Linked DNA regions of Capsicum annuum: region 2 is linked to region 1. A link is a contact called in public Hi-C data. All regions are on one chromosome and are shown on one strand. The core of a region is the stretch at or near the end of the contact, and the rest is flanking DNA. Distances in the headings are between cores, read along the strand shown. Region 1 has its middle 33 kb from the start of LOC107871612. Region 2 has its middle 5.1 kb from the start of LOC124898699.

Region 1 (5,913 bases), core at 2,108-4,607:
ATGGGATAATTTAGTCCTTTATTTGTTAGGACTTCAGTCGATGCATGTATTAGTTTAACGGTATACAACTAATACATAGTAAACTGTGATATTAGCAATACAAGGGCTATTAATACATGAATAAGCATGCATAAATACTGCTTATTGTATACGCTCTATCAGACAACCTTGACATGTTACAGTTACTCGAGAAAATTGAATAATAAATCTTCATTGAAGTATTGATGACTATTTTGATCAAGGGTCAAAGGCACTTAAATTTTTTATTAAGTTAATTGAGAATTCAATTATGATTTTTAAAACTTCTAATCTTTTTAAAAGTACAAAAAATCCACAACTATTTAATTTTTAGTAAAAAAAACTTCATTTCAATTATTTTTTCAAAATCAATCAACTTCTCACTTTCCTCAAACGTCTCTTCTCTCTCTGTCTCTCTGTCTCTCAAAACCGACCCCAACAAAGCTGCTCTCCATTGACAATAAATCGACGAACTTCGACCTCCGATGACCTCAAGTTCGGCCTCTACATCATTCCTTCTTTCCGTGTAGCCGTCAATTTCTATCTCTTCGCAGGTTAAGACTTCTCTTTTAGTTGGTTTTCAAAAAATTTGTGCTTTTTAGTTAAGGAAGAAAAAGGGAACTTTAGTTGTATTCTCTTCATGTATGGGCTAATAATTTTGAGATTTGATGCTAAAAAAAGAACGAACCCGAGAAAATCCCAATTTGTGGTATTTGTGCTCTTAATATGATGGTTGACGTAAATGAGATATCTTTTCTGAGTGAAATGTAATTTTCTTTTGTTGTTGTTCTTGTTATTTTTGAACATTGTTGTAAAAATAGTGAACTTTAATTTTGACTTTTCTTGGAGATATCTGTTGTGACAATTTTGTCTTGTTGTTTGTGTTATTGTATTGAATCACGTTACTTGATATTTGTTGGTGTTCTTGGCGTTGTTTGTTTTGTTGGTATTGTTTGTGTTTTTGGTGTTCTTCGTTTTGTTGGTCATGGCGTTGTTGTTCTTGTTCTTGAGTATTGTTGTAAAATTAGTGAAACTTGAACTTTGACTTTTTTGGAGATACCTATTCTGACAATTTTGTCTCGTTATTTGTGTTGTTGTATTGATCACTTCACTTGGTATTTGTTGGTGTTGTAGGTGAATAGTTTGTTTGTTTTGTTGGTGTTGTTGATGTTCTAGGTATATTCTTGGTGTTCTTAGTTTTGTTGGTGTTGCTGGTGTTCTTGGTTTTGTTGGTGTTGGTATTATCGTTGTTGTTGTTAATGTATTGGTAAAAACATTGGTGTTGTTCAAGAGGTGATATAGCTTGGTGTTTTTGGTAGTGGTGCGATATAGCTTGTTGTTTGTGGTGGTATTTTTGTTGATATATGTGCATGATAAAAATGTTATCCAACAGATGTGTAATATGTTGCAAAGAATAAGAATCTGTCGGAACACATTAAGCATCTATTGAAAATAACTATATCATTTGTTGGTTTATTATTCTTCTTCTTCTAACAGATGAGTCATCTGTTGAAAATATTATTATATTGTGTTTTATTTATTAAATTTGTTACCTTTTTTTTAATGGTGCACAAATCAATTATGATTTTTTTATTTTTCTCTTATTTGTAGATAAAATGGCTCCCAAAAAAAGAAAAGTGGATCAACTTCTGATAAATTAAGTAATATAGCTAAATTAGAAACAACATTAGAAGAACTTGCAGAACAAGTCCTTTCACAAGCAAATAAAGTGTTACCATAGAAAAAGAATGAAGATATGGCAAGAGATAATGAAGAAGATATTGAAAGAGCATCAGTTGACAGATCTATCGATCTAGAGGAGGAAGATGAAAATAAAAATGAGGAAGACAGATCTATCGATCTAAAGGAGGAAGATAAAAATAAAAATGAGGAAGAAGATCGAAATGGTAAGGATGGAGATGATGAAGAAAGTGATAAAAGGGGGTGAGGGGGAAGAAGATGAAAAGAAAAGTGAGAAAGGAGATGATGTTGAAAGTGGGGAAAATGATGAAGAGGAAAATGAAAGAGAGGATGAAGGGGAATGAGCTGATGATAATATTGATGATGATGTTGAGGCATCGTTGAACAATTATGAACGTAGATCAAAAGTCCAATATAATCTTATCAAAACTTTTAGTATTGACAAGTTTCGATTGAAGAAGTTTATAGATAACCCTACATATTTGATTGATAATTTTGTTGTTAAATCAATCATGAATAAATATTGTGATGGTTTTTGAAAGACATTGAGAGATGAAAAATTGAAGAATTACTTTAAGTACAACTATTATGGACACTTTCTTGATTTAACGGAGGATTATAATATATTCTTTTAAATGACCATGGTGTATAGTCTTTTCAAGTACAAGATAATGAAAAAAGGTGATGATGATGAAACATTGAAGGATGGGCGTAAGAAGATGGATCAGATTTTGATATACTACTGCATATGTCGATTTGTTTTGGCATAAAAGAATTTGCCATATTGACTGAATTGAGATATCATCTATTGTAATTTATTGGTTGATTTAGATATATCTATGTTAGATCCTAAAGTGTGAATTTAGAAAGTAGCGTAGGATTATATGTTAAGTGATTAGGTGGCAAAGCTTAGGTCGTGTATCCGTGTGGCAGCTATGGGATGAGACGAAATAAACGAACGAGATGGATCCTTCATTAAAATGATGAACGGCCAGATGATGGGTGACAGCTAGATCAGGTCCAAGCGGTTATATCAACACAAGTGGAGTTGAGCCTATGCAGATTTGGACTGGTAGTTATTTTGTTTCTCTTTTTCTTTTTCTCTTTTCCTTATTCCTCGAGTAATTCCTTCTCACTATTAACGCACTATCACAGGTTACAAAGCTGGAATCTTATCAATGGAGTTTGTTTCGCAGTAATCTTGTAGTAGTAGATACTATTGTAATAATTGTACTGAACTATTATCAATAAAATTCAAATTCTGTTTGATTGAATCTTCGATTTCTCTCTCACGATTCAATTACGATTTAAGGGACATAACAATTGGTATCAGAGCCACTATTTGCACCTGAGGGTACAACACAAACACAATAATGATGGTTACAGAAACTAAGGCCAAACCCACGGAGGAAAATGCAGAAAAATAGAGTCTCAATTAGAAGGATTCATGGCAGAATCAACTAAAAAATCAGCGGTTACAGATGCGAAACTGGATGATCTAACTAAGAAATTTGATGTGTTGTTAGAGAAGATGCTTCCAACCCAACCTAGAGTGTTGGGTAGTACACCAGTAGTGCACCCATCAGCTGTAGATGCGCCTAGTTGTAGAAAATGGGGTGATCATATGTCCCCAAATATGACGATGGAGAGACCCAAACATCATCATTACAGCTCCAAAATCGAGTTTCCCTATTTTGATGGCACCTCTGTAGATGATCCCTGTTCATGGCTATATAGATGTGAGAGTTATTATGATTATAATCATATCACAAATCCAATACAAAATTAGATAAAGCATTCCTACATTTGACAGGGAGGGCAGAGTCGTGGTACTTCTCGTATCAGTTGAGTAGAGGTGGAGTCACTTGGCAAGAGTTCTCCGAGGAATTGTGCAAAAGGTTCTAAGATGTTGAGAATAGTAAGTTCAATTTAATTGGGGAATTCAAGAAAATTTCACAAACTAGGACTGTCAACGAGTATTTGGAACGCTTTGAGGACTTGAAGGCCTAGGTTTTGATTTGAAGCCCTACTATCCCTGAGGAATTTTTTGTAAAGTTCTTTATGGAAGGGCTCAAGAAAGAAATAAGGCACACTGTCAAGATGCTGAACCCATATACCTTGAGTCAAGCAGTAGAAAAAGCTAGACATTAAGAGAAGGTGGTAGAGTCCTTGATCAAGAAGAATAAGAATGGTTGGGGAAGGGGAACATGGAAAACCAATTCCCCCCAAATTCCAAATTCCAACCTAGTTCAGACTAATAAAGGGGCAAGAGCTAATGGGACTACTCAGAGCAACAAACTATTTGAGCTTCAAAAAGCACAAGTCTTATGCTATAGATGTAGAGAGAAATGTTTTGTTGGCCATTAATGCAAGCCCAAGCAACTTAATACCATGACTGCTGCTACTAACTTACCTGAAGAAGAAGAGATTTAATATGTGACATTAGAGGAAAATCAATTGCAAGAAGGGGAAATTATGGATGAAGCCATAAGTTTGAATGCCTTGTATGGTGTAGAGATGTTTAACACCATCAGATTAAAAGGGGAAGGGAATCTAAGAAGAACAGTCTAACCATTTTGGTTGACTCGGGTAGTACACATAGTTTTTTTGGATCTGGAAATTGCAAAAAAAATGATTGTCCTATTACTTGAGTTATTCCTATGAGAGTCATAGTAGCTAATGGAAATCACATCTTGAGTTAGCACACTTGCCACAAGTTTAAGTGGAAAATTCATGTAGTGGAGTTTGAAGAGTCCATAAGACTCCTGAGGTTGGGTGGTAATAATATGGTATTTGGAGGTGATTAGATGAAGGTGCACAATCCAGTTCTGTTGGATATTGTGGACTACAAAATTCAGGTTACTCATTTAGGTAAGAGGGTAGAATTGAGAGGGATCTACCATCAAGGAGAGTTGAAGAGTATGTTTGTTAAAGGGGTCAAACAGTTACTGAAGAAAGGACAAACTGTTTGGGCCCACCTTTTTACCTTATCAGCTATAGAGGTTGGAAAAGAAAATGCAATACCTGTAGAAGTCAGCCTTGTGTTACAAGAATTTCCTAATATGTTTGTTGAGCCCACGACACTGCCACCTTCTAGAAGCCATGATCACCACATTACCCTAAAACCAAATGCAATTCCTATTAGTATCAGACCTTACAGATACAACTTCTTTCAGAAAAATGAAATTGAAAAACAAGTTAGTAAAATGCTTAATAGTGGTATAATTCAGCCCAACCATTCTATTTTCTCTTCCCCGGTGTTACTTGTGAAGAAAAATAATGAGAGTTGGAGATTTTGCATAGACTATAGAACTTGAACAACATGACCATCAAAGATAAGTTTCCCATTCCTTTGGTGGATAATTTGATGGTTGAACTGAATGAGTCTTGCATTTACTCCAAAATTGACTTAAAGTCTTGTTATAATCAAATTAGGATGTGTATTGAGGACATTCCTAAAAATGCATTTAGAACACATCAAGCGCGCTACGAATTCAAGGTCCTGCCCTTTGGCTTAACTAATGCTCCTGCCACTTTTCAGTCCCTTATGGATCAGGCGTCCAACCCCTACTTAAGGAAATTTGTTCTTGTGTTCTTTTACGATATACTAATCTATAGTGCATCACTTCAAGACTACGTCCTTCATCTTAATAAGGTACTTGCAATCTTGAGGAAAGAACAATTGTTTGCTAAGCTATCCAAGTGTTCTTTGCTCAAGATAAGATTGAGTATTTGGGTCACATTATCACACAAGAAGGGGAGGCTACTAACCCTGCTAAGGTAGAAGTTATGGCAAGTTGGCCCCTTCCTAAAACAATCAAGGCATTGAGGGGTTTCATAGGCCTAAGAGGTTACTATAGGAGGCTTATTAGATCTTATGAAACAACCAGTAGACCACTCACCAATTTGCTGAAAAAGAATGCCTTTCATTGGGATACATCAGCTGACACTGCTTTTCTACTTCTGAAGTAAGCTATGATATCTGCTCCAGTTATAGCTTTAACCAATTTTTCCAAGGTATTTATGGTAGAGACTGATGTATGTTCTACAGGTATAGGAGTTGTTCTTATGCAAGACAACAAGCCTTTATCTTTTTTTTTTAGCAAGGCCTTGTCTCCTAAACACTTATGACTATCTACTTACGAGAAGGAATTCCTGGATGTTTTATCGGCTATTGGCAGACGGAGACATTAC
Region 2 (5,913 bases), core at 1,532-4,031, 520 kb before region 1:
TTTTGATAGGGTCTCGACTCATCGAAATAGTTATTCAAGATAGATCTAAAAAACAAGAATAAAATTTTTTTAAGAACAATGAATCCATCTACTTTTTGTATCATTAGGTACGCGAAACTCATTTGTCCAACTATATCATATGTATCGCAAAGTGGCGTAGGGTCTATTTAAAGTTTTTCTTTTTTAAATACTCCATATCAAAATTTCTCCACTCCCCTTAATTGATCCTGAAGGATCTATCTATCTACCAAAAAACTTTACACATACATATCATAACAAAAAAAGATTCACGCCACCTAGGTTTTATTTACGAGAAAACGACTCCCTATAAGAAAGTTCTTCATTTTAATATTCAAATCTGAAGAATCTATCGATCGACTAACAAACTTTTATCATACAAACATGAGAACAACATTAAGAAAATTAAAGGAGCATACAAATACTCCATATCCTCTTATTCGATCTTGAAGGATCTATCTGTCTACCAGAAAAATTTCACACATCACATCATAACAACAAAAGATTCACACCGCCTAGGGTTTATTTAAGAGAAAATGGCTCCCTATAAGAAGGTTCTTCATTTTAGGATTCGAACCTAAAGAATCTATCGATCTACTAGCAAGATTTTATCACACAAACATGAGAACAACATTTACAAAATCAAAGGAGTATAGAAATACACATAAACAACCAATCAAAAAGGGAAAACAAATCAACTGAACATACAGAAAAAGTGTCTATAATTTATTTTAAAACAATAAAGATGAATCAATTAATTTATTAAAGATTACCTACTATTAAAAGAATACTCATACAATTTTTCTGTGCATGAATAAACAATAGTAGCAACTTGAGCATCACATAAAATGGCTCACTCATTATCTTTTTTCACTAATCCTTGTCTCCTTTTGGTGAAGGTAACATCTCTATATTGTGAATTCTCAATTTTCTTCATCTCAAATTTTCTTCTCACCATTTTACTTTCCTTTTCAATATGTGAAAAAAAAAAAAATGAGTCATTTGTGATGAGTTTATGTGTTTATATAGATATGTTGAATGCTTGAAGGATGGAAAGAAATTTTAGAATTTAGGTAAGAAATTTAGGAACTTACTCTCACATAGTGTTTATGCCAGCTCGGATTATGTAATTATGATTAAGTTAAGAAGTCTTGTGTTAGCGCATGTCGGTTAATCATGATTTATAAAAAGTAGGGAAAAGTCATCGTCTACACCCTAAACTATATTCGAAAAGTCTAAAACACACTCAAACTATTATGGTTATATTTACACACCTATACTACTTAAAAGTAAATTTATTTACACCCGAAGGTGATGTGGCAACAATTTTTTTTAAAAAAGAGAAAAATAACGCGTGAAAGAGTATTTTTTTTTTTTTTTTAAAAAGGATTTAAAACAGTCCATCCTCCCTGGATATCTCTAAGCCATTTCTTCATTTTTTTCTTCTTGACATTTTCATGTCTCTTCTCCTTCTTTTTTTTCTATTCAAAATCACTTTATTTCTTTTACTAACTAATTGCTGAATCCCGTGAAACCATTTCATAGAAGTTCATTGATATCTTCTTTTTATAAAGCAAATCGATTTCGATTCTTGAATAATCCCCAACACTTTTGCTTCTATTGGAACACAAGATTCCCCTTTTCTGTGAAAAAGGCCCGAATCAATAATTCTGATTTTACTTATGGACAATTCCTCAATATCTTGTTCATTCGCAACAAAATATTTACTTTGTGCCTTGATAAAAAAAACATATTACATATTCTTCATCATTCTCCCCCTTGAGCTTGAACGAAATTTCTAATGGTGATAATATTAGTGGTGGGTGATAAAATTGATGGTGATATATTGTTTATTTTTTATAATTGTGCAATTTTGATGGTGGATGATGAAATTTGTGGTTGAGATTGTGCTTAAACTCGATGGTGGCAACAAAGGTAGATTAAATGGGTTTCTTAATAGTGCAACGAAGGTAGATTAAATAGATTTCTTAATGGTGGCAACGAAGGTGGAGGATGATTTTGATAATGAGATGAGTTTCTTAATAGCGCAATTAAATACTGATTGAAGAATTTTCAATGCAAGAAAGTTTTAGATTGAAGTTTTGGACCAAAGAAAGGAAGACGATGAGGAAATGGGTCAATTTTTTTGGTAAACTCCGATGATGAATTTTATTGAATATATGGTGATTCTTTGTAATTTTTCATGGTGGCAATGTTTATTTGATGATTTCGATAGTGAATTTAGTTGTGGGTAGTGAATCTATGATGGTGGAGATATGAATTTGATGATGACGACGGCGGCGATGATGATGGTTGATAGAGTTTGGTGATTTTGTAGTGAAGAAAATGCAATTAAGTGACATGAATTTTTTTTTTTAATAAAATCTGACGAAAAATATGATGCGGCGGTGATGAGGCAGTGATGTGGCACAAGTGCACATAACTTCCCATCATGTGGCTGGTTGTAAGTGTGCAAGGGTGGACATAAATTCACTTTTACATCGTTGAGGTGTGTATTAGGACACTTGAATAGTGTGAGTGTGTCTTAAACTTTTTGAATATAGTTTAGGATGGAAACAATGACTTTTCCCAAAAAATAATATGTAAGTTAAGCATGTGGCATCATATCTTCATTGGATTGCTGTAAAAATTGGGTATGGTTACGGTTTTACCTAGGTTGGACATATGTGTCGTCCAGTTTGCTATATATTTCCACTTATGTTTCTAAATTGATTTCATAATTTTTCGTCCTGACCTCCTCTGTTTTCATAATTTTTTGTCATATATCTGAAATTCGTGAAGCTATTAATGAGGATCTATCATCTCTTGAGAATGAGGAGGAATGTTTATCATTCTTGAAAAATTCAACCTCCATTAATGGAGGTTAAGCTCAAAGAAGGTTGGGTGGAGAAGACAATGTGAGGGGCTTTTTTGTAATTATTTGGTCAATAAAACATGTGTCATTAATTCATTGGACATAATTGCCATGTGTTTTGATCTCTTCTTTTAAAAAAGAAAAACTAATTGTGAGTGTATATAATAATGTGGCAATTTAAAATGAGATGACACAAATCAATTAATCGTTTAATCCATGCTGGCGGCGATTGAGACGCAAGTGTTAGAGCTGATGCCGAAAGGTGCCAAAATGAGACATTTTATAGCTATTTTAAGTATTTAAAATGAACATAGTTCACTTGAGGTGTCAAAGTGAAAGATCATGTCAAGTTGAGGTGTCTGTCGTCTAATTGATATCTAGAAAATACATCAAACAAAAACTTGTCTAAATCATGGTCAAAATTTGAAATAGCAAGATTTTCGAAAAGTCAAACTTTTCTGATAGAGGAATAATATATACAATAATTACTTAAAATATTCTTTCATTTTTTTAGTCGTTACGTTTTCAAAATGCATTAGTCCCGGTAGAAAAACCTATATTGGGGGTATAGCGTTATCTAATAAATTCAACTTTGTATCTAGTAGAGTTTGAACTCGAGATCTCTGATTACTTACCACTCTAGCGATAGCGATTGCATAAATGTTGATCCAAACATGACCTCATTTGAAACATTCCATAAAAGGAAAATCCCCTAACAACAGTCACTAAACTATTTTTGAAACGAAAAGTCCCCCAATTTCACCTGAATATCAAGACGTCACTATATATTTTTCTCATGATCTATGTTGCTCAAACTTTCTAAAATATTATTATATCCATGTCAGATTCTTCAAAAAATGAATTACTTTGAGGTTCCGCTATGCTCATGAAGATCTACTTGAAACGTTTTGGTTTAGTGACAATGCATAAACGTGAACCTAATTTTAAGTGTTGTAATTGGTTATGTGCCTGGTGAGTCTAGTATGGCGGTAAGTGTAGGCTCAGTCAGATGAGGCTCGTAATGGGCCGACCGATATTACTATCAAGTTATTATCATTAACTAACTGCAACTAGCTCAATCTAGGCCTTGTGTAAACACAAAAAAATTACAGATGAATGATTTAATTTACCAAATATGTACACAATGTATATGTTGTGTATACTTATACATAAAATATACATGCCTACAGGGTCAAGTTTATCGATAAATTGTGTTATTTGTTACTCCATGATCTTATCTTCCTCTTAAACACTACTTGTATCGTATAAATACACTATTATGATGTTGAAAAAAATGTTTCTTAACCAATAATATAATGTCCAGGGTCTACCCGAGAATATCTAGGTTGTGGATAAAGAGAATTCATTGGCTTCTTGCAGATGCTGAACGGTCGATGACATGAGTCGCAGTTGCTTCAAACTCGCCTCTCTAAGGAGAAATCGATAAGCCTCTCAAACTAGTATTTTACAACTTCATACTAGTACTCTACAAGATCAAACAACAGCTAGGGTTTTACTATATTGCACCATAATTACTAAATCATTTTTTGCATCGAGAAAGTCCGTCTAACTTTATCTAAAGTATCATGAAAGACACTAAATATCTTTTAGGCAATCAACTCGTCGAAAGGGACTTACTTTTCAAGAAAATATTTTCCTTCATACCAAACACATTGTAAAATCAATTTAGAAACATAAGAGGAAATATATAGCAAACGGGATGACATATATGTCCAACCCAGGTAAAACCGTAACCATACCCAATTTTTACATCAATCCAATGAAGATATGATGCCACATGCTTAACTTACATATTATTTTTTTGGAAAAAATCATTATTTCCACCCTAAACTATATTCAAAAAGTCTAAGACACAATCAAACTATTAAAGTGTCCTAATCCACACCTCAACGATGTAAAAGTGAATTTATGTCCACCCTTGCGCACCTACAACCAATCACATGATGGGTGATGTACCTTTGCACCACATCACTGCCTCATCACTGCCACATCAGCTTTTCCGTCAGATTTTATTTTAAAAAAAATTCAATGTCACTTAATTGCATCCTCTTCACTACAACAACACCAAACTCCATCAAACCATCGTCGTTGTTGTCATTATCAAATTCATATCTCCACCACCATAGATTCACTACCACAACTAAATTCACTATTGGAATCATCACATAAACATTGTCACCATGAAAAATTACAAAGAATCACCATATATTTAATAAAATTCATCATCGAAAGCTTACCGAAAAATTGACCCATTTCCTCATCTTCTTCCTTTCTTTGGTCCAAAATTTCAATCTAAAACTTTCTTGCACTGAAAATTCCTCAATCAATATTTAATTGCGCTATTAAGAAACTCATCTCATTATCAAAATCATCCTCCACCTTCGTTGCCACTATTAAGAAACCTATTTAATCTACCTTCATTGCCACCATCGGGTTTAAGCACAATTCCAACCACAAATTTCATCATCCACCATCAAAATTGCACTAGTTCTATTGTCAATTAAATAAATAATATATCACCAACAATTTTATCACCCACCACTAAATATTATCACCATTATAAATTTCGTTCAAGCTCAAGGCGGAGAATGGTGAAGAATATGTAATCGATTAGTTAGTAAAGGAAATAAAGTGATTTTGAATAGAAAAAAAGAAGGAGAAGAGACATGAAATGTCAAGAAGAAAAAAATGAAGAAATGGCTTAGGGATGTCCATGGAGGATAAAACTATTTTTAATCGTTTTAAAAAAAAAAAAATTTACTCTTTCACGCACTATTTTTCTTTTTCTTTTTTTTTTTAAATTTTATTGCCAGATCAACTTCTGGGATATAAATAAATTTACTTTTAAGTAGTATAGGAGTGTAAAAGATCGCCATAGTAATTTGAGAGTGTCTTAGACTTTTCGAATATAGTTTAAGGTGTAAAAGATGACTTTTTCCAATTTCTTATAAACCATAATTAACCGACATGCGCTAACACAAGATTTCTTAACTTAACAC

Evidence for each region. A called contact is a pair of places that touch in the nucleus more often than the background predicts.
Region 2: a contact with region 1 is called in a Hi-C map of leaf, with 7 times the contacts expected there. The contact joins two enhancer-like sites. A contact is called at or near these places in 3 of 5 Hi-C or Micro-C datasets (leaf and placenta).

The regions. Positions count from the first base shown.
Region 1 is chr5:9,742,100-9,748,012 of UCD10Xv1.1, reverse strand. It overlaps the pseudogene LOC107871613. Among protein-coding and RNA genes, the nearest start is that of LOC107871612, 33 kb to the right of the region's middle. Within about 2 kb of position 3,357, at least 4 of the 5 cell types and tissues checked have an H3K27ac peak or open chromatin away from gene starts, as enhancers often do. A contact at or near this core is called in leaf, where this site is marked.
Region 2 is chr5:10,258,364-10,264,276 of UCD10Xv1.1, reverse strand. No RefSeq gene overlaps it. Among protein-coding and RNA genes, the nearest start is that of LOC124898699, 5.1 kb to the right of the region's middle. Within about 2 kb of position 2,781, at least 4 of the 5 cell types and tissues checked have an H3K27ac peak or open chromatin away from gene starts, as enhancers often do. A contact at or near this core is called in leaf, where this site is marked.